Linked DNA regions of Lactuca sativa: region 2 is linked to region 1. The links are chromatin contacts, called in public Hi-C maps. All regions are on one chromosome and are shown on one strand. The core of a region is the stretch at or near the end of the contact, and the rest is flanking DNA. Distances in the headings are between cores, read along the strand shown.

Region 1 (6,772 bases), core at 1,411-3,910:
ACATTGATCCCTTTACACTAAGCCAACCCACAATTAAACTCAATTAGGATCTAAGACCAAGCCCCCACACACTAAGTCTAAAGATGATCCACTAATCCGGCCCATAAATAACCCAAGCCCATTGGGCCTACCAACGCTTTATACCAAATGGGTTCACCAAGGCCCAACCCTAAACTTAAGTCCAAAAATGTCAATCCCAACACAAGGGTCCAAGACATATATATTCCTCTGAACAAAAATCCCCAATATAGCAAGCCCAAAACCAAGACCCAAATACTTAAGGCCTAAAACGAGATCTATCCCAAAAAGCCCACAACGAGATTACGCAGGCCGTACCTCCCTTGGTACCTCAGCGTACACGCAAATCCTGATCGGGGAACTTAAATCAGTACACGGGGAGTACTGCACCTTACGCGGGGTGTACTGCTCTAGTCCAAAAACTCGATTTTCGACTTAACCACTTCATCCCAAAGCATCCAAACTTCAGGGAAGCTTCATTACAAGCCCTAACTGATAAAGTTGGCGACTTTATCAATTTTCATGTCTCAAAAGGACTCAACTTCCAAAAATAACCATTAAGACTCATATTAAGCACCTTAACACATGCATGGATGACTCTTAACCTTAATGATGCTAACTTTAAGGATCTTGAACCTCAGAAATGCTAAGAGTGGCAACTCAAAGCTCTTGAATTGATAACAACCACTAGATCCCACTCATGAGATCCAAAAGAGGATAATTCTTACATAATCATAGATCTAGACTTCTAAAGAGCAAGTTCAGATCTTTATACCTCAAATGAGCTGAGAATGGAGTGGAGAGTCTAGATCTAAAAGCCTTCCCTAGAACTCCAAACTTGCACAAATCACCTTCTTCAAGAACATGCGCCAAATGCACCCAAAAGCACCAAAAATAAGCTCACAACACTCTTAGGTTGTGTTAGGGTTTTCGAGAACGGGTCTCAAGGACTTTGGAGGCTGAGAATGAAAGAGCCTTGAGCTCATAAGGATGTTTAAATAGTGCCTAAACCCTAAAAATTAAGGTTTGGCACTCTGCTCATTACGCTGGGCGTACACCCCAGCCTACGCTAGGCGTACTCACCCCAGGCACGCACACTCCTCCATGCACGCATGGGACTTACTTGCAAACCTTTTTCACAAAGGACTAAATCTGCCAATTATTTCAAATTGCCATAACTTCCTCATCTTAGGTCCATTTCCAACGAACCTTATATCCACGTAAAGGTGACGAGAAGCCCTACACTTCTAACAACACACCATAGCCTTAAAACTTCCTGAACAAAACCCAAATCTCCTTAAAAGATCGAGCCAACGTCTTTACCAATACTCTTGGGCTCTAAAGCACAACTCGGACTCTTTTATCACACAACCTACCTTATAAATATCCAAAAAGGGCCTAAATCTTTCTCCTTTAAATCCTCAAAACCTTCTCATACATGGATTACGGTCCACAAGCCTTAAATCACAGAACGATTCGAAAACAGGAAGTTACAGTCTTACATAATAAACTATACATAATAGGATTTCATATCTCAAGACATAACCTTACAAATAAGACTACACCCTTAGACATAATTTTGGAGATAAGACTGCACCTACGAGAGTTGATATCCCATAACTAAACTTGGACATATGTGGAATCAATACCCCTAATTAGTCCATAATAAAATCTTTGCTATCCACGGGAATACAAATTATCCTGAAGCTGACGCGGAATTATTACTGTTTGTGTCATTATGTCCTACTAGTAGGACCTATAAACTGGGTTTCTCTATAAGATATTATGATAATAACCTATCAATAGGTAACTTGTGCTTGTAACTTGTCACTAGGTTCCATAACATGATTGCATTCACTAATAACTACTACTTACAAGAAATACAATCTCGATAATTGTCATGTATCACAAACTGTAATCTCTAGTACTCACTTTGGAGTATATCACACCACTAACATATATAATGCATTCTAATGTCCATTTGCTTATAACCAATAAGCTCGATCATAGTTTTTAATCATAATAACACCGAATATCCCAATAGTTGATATCAACCATACGAAATGTTAAAAATTTCATAATAAAACTTATAGCAATTCTCTATAACCAATCAACATAATATATGCTAAAGTTTCCATATTAAACTACTAGCAATATCCTTATAATCTCCACTTGAGTACATAATCATTTAAGTGATAAAACACCGAATATCAAACATTTATATATAGAAAACTCTTTTGCTATGAATTCATAAATATTCACATGCACTCACATGACCGGTTAGTGAAAACTAACTTCCTTTTTGGGCTTTAATTTGTGTTATTTAGCAACTCAACCCCTTGCCTAAACGTTAAGTGGTTCAACTACCGTATCCTCGTAAACCCTATAACCTAAGTTTGCAAAATATTTTATTTTAAAATACATTATCTTGTATCATTTTAACCTAAATAACCCCATTTTGCCATATGTTAATTGAAAACAAAGAATTATGTTAATTGCATATTTAGCTACCGGTCTCCAACAACCTTTTGTCATTTCAATAAAAAATTAAAATCCATAGATTCATTCACCAAACCCCGATCAAATCCTGGCCGTCCTCTCTCACCCCTTAAAACCTATTTATACCCCTGCACTCCCGTACTCTCTCCTTGCCTAACCCACCCCTCTCGGTTTTCTTCTGAAACCACAGAGTGTATCAGATCTGATCTGAATAATTCAAAACCCTAAATCCGACCATGGCTCTCACCGTCGAGAAAACCTCCACCGGCCGTGAATACAAGGTCAAGGACATGTCCTTAGCTGATTTTGGCAGACTTGAACTCGAATTAGCCGAAGTTGAAATGCCCGGTTTGATGTCTTGCCGGACTGAATTCGGACCTTCGCAGCCATTCAAGGGTGCTAGGATCACAGGTTCACTCCACATGACTATTCAAACCGGCGTTCTGATTGAAACACTAACCGCTTTGGGCGCCGAGGTGAGATGGTGTTCATGCAACATTTTCTCGACTCAGGATCACGCCGCCTCCGCCATCGCACGTGATTCCGCGGCTGTGTTCGCCTGGAAGGGGGAGACTCTTCAGGAATACTGGTGGTGTACGGAACGAGCTCTTGATTGGGGTCCCGGCGGTGGACCTGATTTGATTGTTGATGATGGAGGTGATGCCACGCTTTTGATCCATGAAGGAGTGAAAGCGGAGGAGGAGTTCGCGAAAACGGGGAAATTGCCAGATCCGACGTCAACCGACAATGCAGAGTTCCAGATCGTGTTGTCGATCATTAAGGAAGGGTTGCAGAGTGATCCGAAGAAGTACCACAAGATGAAAGATAGGTTAGTCGGTGTATCGGAGGAGACGACAACCGGAGTTAAGAGGCTATATCAGATGCAAGCCAATGGTACCTTGCTTTTCCCTGCCATCAATGTCAATGATTCCGTTACCAAGAGCAAGGTATAGTGCATTGGAATCACAATCAATTTTGAGTGGATCCGATTAATTAACTGATATACTTGTAAATTTAATAATCGAATGTTCTCAATTATCTCTTATCACAGTTTGACAACTTGTACGGATGCCGCCACTCACTCCCCGACGGATTAATGAGAGCCACCGACGTAATGATCGCCGGAAAGGTCGCAGTAGTCTGTGGTTACGGAGACGTCGGAAAGGGTTGCGCCGCCGCAATGAAACAAGCCGGAGCTCGTGTGATAGTGACAGAAATCGACCCAATCTGTGCCCTTCAAGCTCTAATGGAAGGTCTCCAAGTCCTAACCCTAGAAGACGTCCTCTCAGAAGCCGACATAATCGTCACCACCACCGGCAACAAAGACATCATCATGGTGGACCACATGAAAAAAATGAAGAACAACGCCATCGTCTGCAACATAGGCCATTTCGACAACGAAATCGACATGCTTGGGCTAGAAACATACCCAGGTGTGAAAAGAGTCACGATTAAACCCCAAACCGATCGATGGGTGTTCCCTGATACAAAAACTGGAGTGATTATATTGGCAGAAGGGAGGTTGATGAACTTGGGTTGTGCTACAGGGCATCCAAGTTTTGTGATGTCGTGTTCGTTTACAAACCAGGTGATTGCACAGCTTGAATTGTGGAAGGAAAAGGGAAGTGGGAAGTATAAGAAGGAAGTGTATGTGTTACCTAAGCATCTTGATGAGAAGGTGGCTGCTCTTCATCTTGGTAAGCTTGGAGCGAAGCTAACGAAGCTTAGTAAAGATCAGGCTGATTATATTAATGTGCCGGTTGAAGGTCCCTACAAGCCTGTTACTTACAGGTACTGATTAAGCATAAACCATTCGAAATATATACGTCTGGTGGTGGTTGTTGGGAAAGGTGGTTGGAGAGAATTAATTGGATTATGGGGGTTGAATAAGGGTGGAGTATTGAAGGTTGTGTAATATTGTAGTGGTTATTATTTTATTATAATTATAATATAATGGGTTAAAATGAAAAAATAAATAGCAAAATATTTTTATTTGTTTTATATTTACTATAGCATCACATGTTTTCGTTTGTTGCTTTTATGGCAATAACCACGGAGCCAGCGGGCCAAGCAGATTTCAGACCCGGTACCAAATGGAAAAATGCGACCCTTGGCCAATAATTTATTTTTTGGTAAAAAGGAATCAATGCTATTAATTAAAAAGGATACCGTATTAATGAAAGGAAGAAAAGAAAGTACTTTGTAAGCAACAAGCCGACAATCAACAAAACCAAAATTTAAAATCAAAAAGTTCAAAAAAAAAACACAAATTTAGATATTTTTATATGTAAATTTTACTCCAAAGAATCTTAACTTTCTAAATCCAAATTCAAAGAAAAAAGTCAAAAGTTTTTGTAGAAATGATATCGATAATTTCAATTATTGGTTGGAAAACATAGGAAAAATATCTCAGTCAATGCCATTCATAAGAACAAATAAAGGATACTAATGAAAACTATTTGTGTGAATTGACAAATGAAAGTACTTCTCATAAGAAACATTCTTGAAGCCACCAACATGGAGTCAAGAAAAACCAAAATTACCGTATGTGTTTTCAAAGTGCAAAGTTAAGGATAAGAAATTCAATATTAATGTATCGATGTCGAAAGAATATATTTCTTCACCTCAAAGTAATGGAGATGATTTGATTGATCGAAAGTTTAAAGTTCGTAACTGGATTTGTAATTTTACATTTCACACTACATTCTATACTAATTTTTATGGACCCAAAAAGCCTTGGGTACCTAAATCTCTCTAACTCATTGCAGGTGCTATGTGACGAACAATATGATGAAAATTGGTACATTGATAGTGGTTGCTCACGTCACATGACCGGAAGGAACGAGTGTTTAAGAGATTTTAGTAAACTTACAAATGTTTGGTGTCGTGAAGTTTGGAAATAATAATAAGTATACAATCAAAGGATATGAGAAAATTACAAATGAGAACTTAACAATTAATTGAGTTCCTATGTCGAAGGATTAAAACACAATCTCATTAGTGTTTCTCAATTGGTTGTAGGAACTGAAAATCAGGTGTTGTTTGATGAAGAAGGGAGTGATATATCTCACCAACGATGAGATTTAGAACCGGAAAATCGGACCAGAACCGGAATCGGAACCGTTAGAACCGGAATATATACAACCGGTTCCGGGTTCGGGTTTAAAAATTGGCTACATCTGGGTTTGGGTCCATCAGGTCTGGGTAAATCAGGTCTAAAAACTGGAACCGGTGTTTGGAATCGGAACCACTTTTAGGGCAAGAACCAGTTTTTGTGAAACATTTAAAAGATGTATATCTCATTCGTTTCAACTCTGATTGACATGTGGTTTTTTTTCCAACATATAGTTTAGAGTTTGTACATGATTTTAGACTATAATTTTGTTACTTTTGGTTTCATATTCAGTGAGTTACAGTCCCCTAAATTCGGGATATCAATATAAAATTTTCAAAGTTCAACCTACTAAGTAGTAAGTACCAAAAAATTCTAGTTTTTCCGGGTTTTCCGGTTCTAAACTCACTTTATCCGGTTTCAACCTACCCACTTTGATGTTTCCGGGTTTTCTGGTTCTAGACCCACTTTTGTAACACCCCGAATCCAGAAGACCAAGAAAGGAAAGGAAAACCTCAAAATCAGGAAGCGACTCGTCGAGTAGGTGGGATGACTTGACGAGTAGGAGCACGATTTGGGTCGCGGGTTAAGTGACCTACTCGACGAGTCGGGGGACCGACTCGGCGGGTTGGTCTGGGTTGGGAAAACCCTAAATTCGGGACTTGGTACCCTATTTAAGGATCTTATTCCCCTTTTCTTGGTCTCATCTCCAGCCCCCAAGACCAGAACCCATAGATCTCGAAACCTTAATGCTTGTGAGCCATTTTTGAGAGTATTTTGTGTTCTTGAAGTCAAGAAGAAGAAGAGGAAACTTGAAGGCTCAAGGAAAGGCTTGTGGATCCAGAAGTAGCTTCTCAATCTCATCATTTTCTGGTAATCAAGTCTCTAACAAGATCATTAGTTCATTAGATCTATTCTTTTCCCCTTTATATGAAGATTTTGGTCCAAGAATGGTTGCTTTTGAGATTTGGACGTCCCCAAGCAAGATCCTTTCAGATCTGGAAGTATATAGGGTGGTTAAGGCATAAATGTGCAAGCTTTATGCCATTAGAACTCCCCATGCAAGGTTAAAGAGGTTGTTATGGCCTTTTGAGCAAAAAGGGCCATGCATAGACGTAAAGACAGAGGCTTTCTTTTTAACAC
Region 2 (6,772 bases), core at 2,545-5,044, 150 kb before region 1:
AACTTTTTACAAAAATGGTTTAACAAAACAGTTACTATTTAATGACATTAATAAGATGAAATACCTTCTTCTCATCCAAGTTACGCTCAAGATCTTTCAATCTTGAGTTTAGGCGACTTATATGATTTGAAGCAACATCATTGCTGAAAGGAGTTTTTGGAAGAGAACCCAGATTGTGTTGTCTGTAAAGCTCTTGGATTGTCGAGTCTCTCTCCTTCTTCAAGGACTCATAAATCTAAGGCAACAAGAGCAATACCAATTAGTAACAATGCCCAAAATTGGAGGTTGGATATTGTAAAAAAAAAAAAAAAAAAAAAAAAAAAAAAAAAAAAAAAAAATCAGTATCAGTGTAGGAGAAGAAGATACTTCAGCTTCCTTCTTAAGCTTGCCAACTTCCCCATTGTACTTATTGATTTGTTGCTGAGATATATTGCTTTTTGTCTCTATGTCCTTAATGTCCCTATTTGACTTCTTGATTTTATCTTGAAGAACTGCTATCCTTGCATTAAACTGTTCATTCCATTTCCTTAAATCTTCATCAGGGTCTATTAAATATTTACCACATAATTAGAACAAACAAAGAGAAAATCTATAACTCGTAAAAGAGCCAATTAGGGCATATCCAACCCAACACCAAATCCCATTTTTTACACCACTTTACTCCAAACCCAACGCCATTTGTTGAACCAAAATGGTGTTAAGGAATAGTACAGCACCAAATTTGGTATTAAGCTATTCCTTTACACCACATTTGGTGTTGAATTTTCATGTGTTCAAATTGGTCTTTCAAGTTTGATTTTATTTCTAGTTACTTTTAACGGATACTTATATTTTAAATGCAATAATTGTTATTTGTAACATTATGGTATATATTAAACTGATATTAATTAATCACATATATTAAATTTAATCTTTATGTTTAAAATGTATTTAACATTTTAAATACCTTTTACTATTTTATATGTAATATTTGTTACTTGTAATATTATGGTATATATTAGATGCTTTAATATAATCATATATAATAAATTAAAATTGTTACTTGTAAGGTTATGTTATATATCAAACAGATGCATGACAAATTTGTAAAAAGCTAATAAATACCCATAACACCATTTTTTGCATCAAAATCATGTACTATTGGGTGCAAACAGTGATTCCTCTCCAACCCATTTCTACACCAAAAAGAATATTCCTTTTTTTCTAACTTATATAGATTTTCTATAGCTCCCCTTATATTTATTAGTTTTTTTTATAATTTATATGTAATATCTGTTACTTGTAATATTATGTTAATAACTTAATATGTTCTATATTAAAAACTTTTGTAATAATCATATATACTAAATTATTACTTGTAATGTTATGTTATATATTACACTGATGTAAGAAAAAAAATGTTAGAAGCTAATAAATATAACAAGAATTATAGAATATATATATATATATATATATATATATATATATATATATATGTATATATATATAAGTTAAAAAAAAAAAAAAGGAATATTCTTTTTGGTGTAAAAATGGTGTATTGGGTTAGAGATGAATAACTGTTTGCACTCAATATTACACGATATTGGTGCAAAAATGGTGTGGTGATATGGGTTGGATATGGTCTTAGAGATTGCTGATATAATTAAGATGCTAAATTACAAACCATCATTCTCTTCTGCTAAATCTTCAAAACGCTGTTGTTGCTCCTTAAACAAAGCACTTCTTTCAGCAGTCTTGGTGGCAACCTGGTCGTCAAGCTTACGTTTTTCCTTCAGTATAGCTTCAGTTTGACGAATTTTGGCATCCACATCTTGAATATGTCTATCCAAGTCCTGCATTTTACTCCCCAGTCTTTCTGATTCTTCATGATCTTGAGTGATGCATTGTCGAAGCTGTAAGAAGACACCAAAATCTAAACTTGTTGCATTGAATCGACTATCTTAAACATGGGAAGAAGAGATATAAACCTTGAGTGCAGCATCTTTCAAAATTTGAAGCTTCTCTAAATCCTTCTGAGAAAGCTTAATCTCTTGAGCCTGATCCTTGTGAAGCTTTTTAATAATCTCCAATGCCTTTGTATATCTTTACACGGAATTTACAACAGAAAGAGGTGTAAATCATTACTATTTACTCAAGATAACAGTTGTAGTAACAATGAAAACAAAGAGCCAAGTTAGAAACATGTAATTCAAGGAAGTACCTTGTAGCTGAGAAAATGTCATCAAACTTCTTTTTCAAAGTCGAAGAATCTTGAAGTGGCCAATTGGCCTCATCTTGGTGTACAAATATGACATTTTCAAGAATGGCTTTAGAGACACCCATAAGAGCAGGAATTTCACGATCCATGTCTGCACAACGATAGCTAAGGCAAACTTTCTGCATTTACACAACAATAAAAGATTGTTTTGAGCATATAATTATCAACATACATGTACCAGCTGTGGTTCATAACACCAAAATAAATTCTACTAGTAAGCAACTTTGAGGAAGTTGAACAATATGTTAGTAAATGACATGGTTGACTAAAATCTAGCAAATAAAGACCTTAAAACAGTTATGAAGATACACAGCTACAGTTCCAAGTGTTAAGGGATCATTTAAAGTACCTCTCCAGTGTTAGGGTTTATTGTCTGCAAAACACTCTCGATTGCCTTGTACTCCATCTTTGAAGCCTTCTGAGTCAACTGGAATGATCTTATACACACCACGTCTTTACCTGCTGCTGTCTTGAAACGTAGCTTTATTTGGGCCTTCGTTTCTGTTTCCCCTGCAACCTACAACCACCCCATTTCATCCACTTAAAACCATTTCATAACCATTAACCACACACACCTACATAAGTATATAAGCATTTCAAGGCCCATTTAGCATAGCTTCAAACCATCTTCAGGCTATTCTCATTTCTCTTTTCAAACAAACAATGAATACAAAGTTTTCATGTTAAAAGGTTGTATATGATGCCTTTGCTAAGCTTTCGGTATGTTGGATTTGATTAAAAATTCGCTTGTTAGTCAATTTTGAAACCATCAGACAGCTTGAAACCCAGCTTACAAAAAAAACATACATGAATCCAGCATTAATAAACATGTTTGTGTATGCATAGAGACAAATAGAAAGAGAGAAACCTTGGGATCATGGATGAAACTCTGACCAGACCTAGCATTTGGTGGCAATTCACCGGTACAGGATAGCTTTAAGCACTCAATAATAGTCTGTAAACCAAACCAACATGTTATAAATGAACATCACCAACAAGCACACTTCAGCATAAGTACACATAACTTCCGATGAACCCTACTTAGTAAATAACTAAAACACATCAACCGGTAAGTTAAATACAAAGAGTATGACGTATAAAGGTTCCAATCACTCTATCAACTAAGAACTAGACAAATTAAGCCAGTTCGAGAGGGGAAGATACGGAGGCGTTGAAGTAGAAGAAAATGTATTACAGTTTTTCCGGCGCCGTTAGCACCAACGATGAGCGTTAACGGCTTGTAAAAGGTGATGACGTTTCGGTTCTCCGGGTCGAAACTTCGGATGCCTTTTATCAACATCTTGTCCACCGTACTCATTTTGAAACCCTTCTTTTCGCTTTCCCTCTTTCTGATTGATTTACGGCTTCACTAGTAGAGATGAATCAACAGAGGATACTACACGAGCACATGATAGGGCATCCGAGTGTGTGATCCAATAGATTGAGTTCACTACGCCGGCGAAGAGTGGTGGAGGTTGAAGGTGGTGGTAGGGTTTAGGAGTTCCGGTGAAGGAAGCGGGTGTTTGACTATTTTTAAAAAATTCTCGATTTTACTTATTTATAGTTGTAAGCAGTTGTTGGCTTGTTGTACATGATATTGGTCCGCGAGTTTTTTTCATTTATTACATTACGAATTGTCTAACAAAAATAGTCGCACAATCTTACATTAGGAATCACCAATATCGTAATTTGTTAGTTGTAAATTTCATAATATTGAAAAATATGATCTTCGATATTTATAGGGGCATTTTGCAACTTCTTTAATGCTTTAAATAATAATGACCAAATTAAATTGTACAAATCTTGGGTGGATTGTGAAGACTTTGGTGATATGGTCTAGGAAGGGTGGGCTGAATCGAACATAGAGCACAATATGAGTGGTTTTTGGCGATTTGTGAAGTTCAAGAATAAGCTTAAAATATTAAAAGGAAACTATAAAGGATTGGAGAAAAGGGTGAAAAAGTGTTCATGGTGGGTGAGAGTAACGGAGCTTGGACATTTATTTTGAAGGGCCGAAAGTATAATATATATATGAAAATCGGAGACCAAGGGGGCCACAAATTGTCAGGTTCATGATTGATAATGGGCTTTGTTATGATAACTCTCCATTGGGAAAAAGATATTTAGAAAAAGGAATTTAAAATATAGAAATCAATGACATTCCTTTTATAAAGAAATGTTTTGTAAGTTTGATGGTGTTTGGATTACGACTATAAGGTCTAGTCATCGGTTCCAAACTTGGTCGATGGCCCAACACAATATATGCTTGATTCAAGTTTTCTTTCACGTTAATTAAAAGATACTACCTCGAGCCCTGTATTGTTCGGATGGTGAACGAACTTGGTGAGACGAAGTATTATTTTATCGATAGGTTTAATGTATCGTTCATCACCTTGATTATAAAAGTTGATGATCCTAGATTTATTAAAGACTTCAAATTGATTGGTTAATCGGATTTTAATATAATATTATTTTGAATTTGTTGGCTATTGTGGCTGACAACGTTGTAGCTGGTGGAGCATACATACGACCTTTACAAAGGGACATTAAAATTTGGATGACATGTAAATTATGAATAGAGTCCCTACGTAAAGTTTTTAGAATAGTCTGTAATAATTATTTTATCAAATCTAGCCACTTTGTAAAATGGAAAAATGTTGCTATAGCACAATAAAATCTTGTAATTTGTTCGATATGGTCACTAATTTTTTTCCACAATAAATCACTAAAGTGTTGGTTTACCTCTCAAATAGAGGAAAGATCAAAATCCATCCCAACTTCATGGTTACACTTAGTTTATGTGGCTTTCTTTAAATTAAAGAGTAGGAATTGATCTACAAGGCTTTTTCCCAAGTGTCAAAGAAGAAGAATATTGTCCTCGTGTACAAGCTATAATAAGAGACGTGGAAATTGGGAGATTCTAAAATCAGGTTTCACTTTACATAACTCAACATAAAATAAAAAATAAAAAAAAAACAACACATAAGCTTTGAGTTCTCCTAGGTATTTCATCGAATGGGTGGCAGGTCCCATGAAAAAGTCTTGCAAAAATATGAGAGGTGATGATGGGCAAGGCCTCACCCAATAGCAAGTGATTGTTACAGGTTTTGCATACATAAAATGGTACGACACTAACACTCTGTTCCCGAGATCAAATTAACGAGAGAAAAGAAAGGAAATGGGTGGAAATGAGAAGAAAATAAAAGAAATTGGAGTTCCCGAGTTTCATTAAAGGAAGGAAGTGGGGGGAAATAAAATGATCACTTTCCCTCCTAAATTTCTTTCGATTTGGGAGGATTTTGAAAGAAATAACAAAATAATTAATTTCCCTTCCGCTTCTCTCCAACTCGGGAACACAAAAGAAAATTTTGTTTTCCTTTCCTTTCTCTTCTTTTCTCTCCTGACTTTCTTTTCTCTTCTTTTCGTTTATTTTGTTACACTCGGGAACTAGGCGTAAGAGGGAACAATGAAAGAGTTGTTTTCATAAATTCGCATAGTACACTTTTACCTACCTAGTGAATAATGGGTCGATGTTATTATAAACACTAACATTTTACAAAATGTTAAACACTGTTCCTAAGGTCAATTCATTCTACAGGACTATCAAGGGTAATTTAGGTATTTTATTTTATCAAAGGAAAAGGATGGTGGTATGGGTTTGAAAATGAGGTACATACATGCTCACTGTTTTTCAAGAACATATCTCTTTCTCTTTAGTCTTTATCGTATGTACCCCACCTCTCCTAAAAAAACCCTAGAAAACCTCTGTCTTCAACATTGCACCGAACCACCACCGATGTTGCCACACGGTGAACACCATTGCAAATGTCGCTCACTGCTGATAAGGTCAAATCGCTCCAATAGTTCTCTATAATGTGGTTTTGAAATGAACGACAAGCTCGTCCATTATGCATCTCCCTCTCTAAGAAGTTTCATCTCCAAAGACGATGCCAATAAGTAGAAGGAGAAGGGTTTTCAGCGGAGTACATGGAAATACTTGTCTCGAGTGTTGAGAATTCACACTCCATTTGGAAAATGTTAACTCACAGACGCAAATCATACAACCACGGTTCGGTGTCTTCATTTTGAACAAAGCCCTCTCAGGCTCTCTCTCATGGAATTCATTCCTTCTACGCCTCTCTAAATTTTTGACACCCAAATCAACCTTCACCATCGACGCTACCATCATGTTGATCACCATGCTAATTGTTATACAGTTTCCACCACCACCATCATGCCACAACCACGAGCATCATAAACATTAGATCAGGTGATTTCTATATATGGGTATTCTTTTTATCAAAAAAAAACCCGACCAATTCTTCATCGTTACAAGACCAACAAGGGAACTAGTAAATCCAATATTGAATGTTTGTTGTCTTCCCCCCCAAAAGTAGGTTTTTTCTAATGGTTAAGAACAATACAGACATCATTGGTAACTTTGGGTTGCTGATTATACATATGCATAGAGTTTTTATTTTTCATATTTTCTGAAACAATTTTAGGTGAAGAATC

What was found. Hi-C and Micro-C count contacts between places; a contact is called where the count stands out from the background.
Region 2: a Hi-C map of seed shows a contact between it and region 1, with 4 times the contacts expected there. The contact joins the promoter of LOC111912063 here to the promoter of LOC111912064 in region 1. A contact is called at or near these places in 3 of 4 Hi-C or Micro-C datasets (bud, leaf and seed).

The regions. Positions count from the first base shown.
Region 1 is chr6:89,402,768-89,409,539 of Lsat_Salinas_v11, reverse strand. LOC111912064 (adenosylhomocysteinase 1) reads left to right here and starts at 2,660. Exons shown (of 2, transcript XM_023907818.3): 1 at 2,660-3,464; 2 at 3,569-4,518. The coding sequence starts at 2,754. The coding sequence ends at 4,315.
Region 2 is chr6:89,553,294-89,560,065 of Lsat_Salinas_v11, reverse strand. It overlaps LOC111912063 (DNA repair protein RAD50), which reads right to left and starts at 3,794. Exons shown (of 27, transcript XM_023907817.3): 1 at 3,453-3,794; 2 at 3,126-3,212; 3 at 2,607-2,774; 4 at 2,201-2,376; 5 at 1,968-2,082; 6 at 1,664-1,892; 7 at 367-545; 8 at 65-235. The coding sequence starts at 3,575.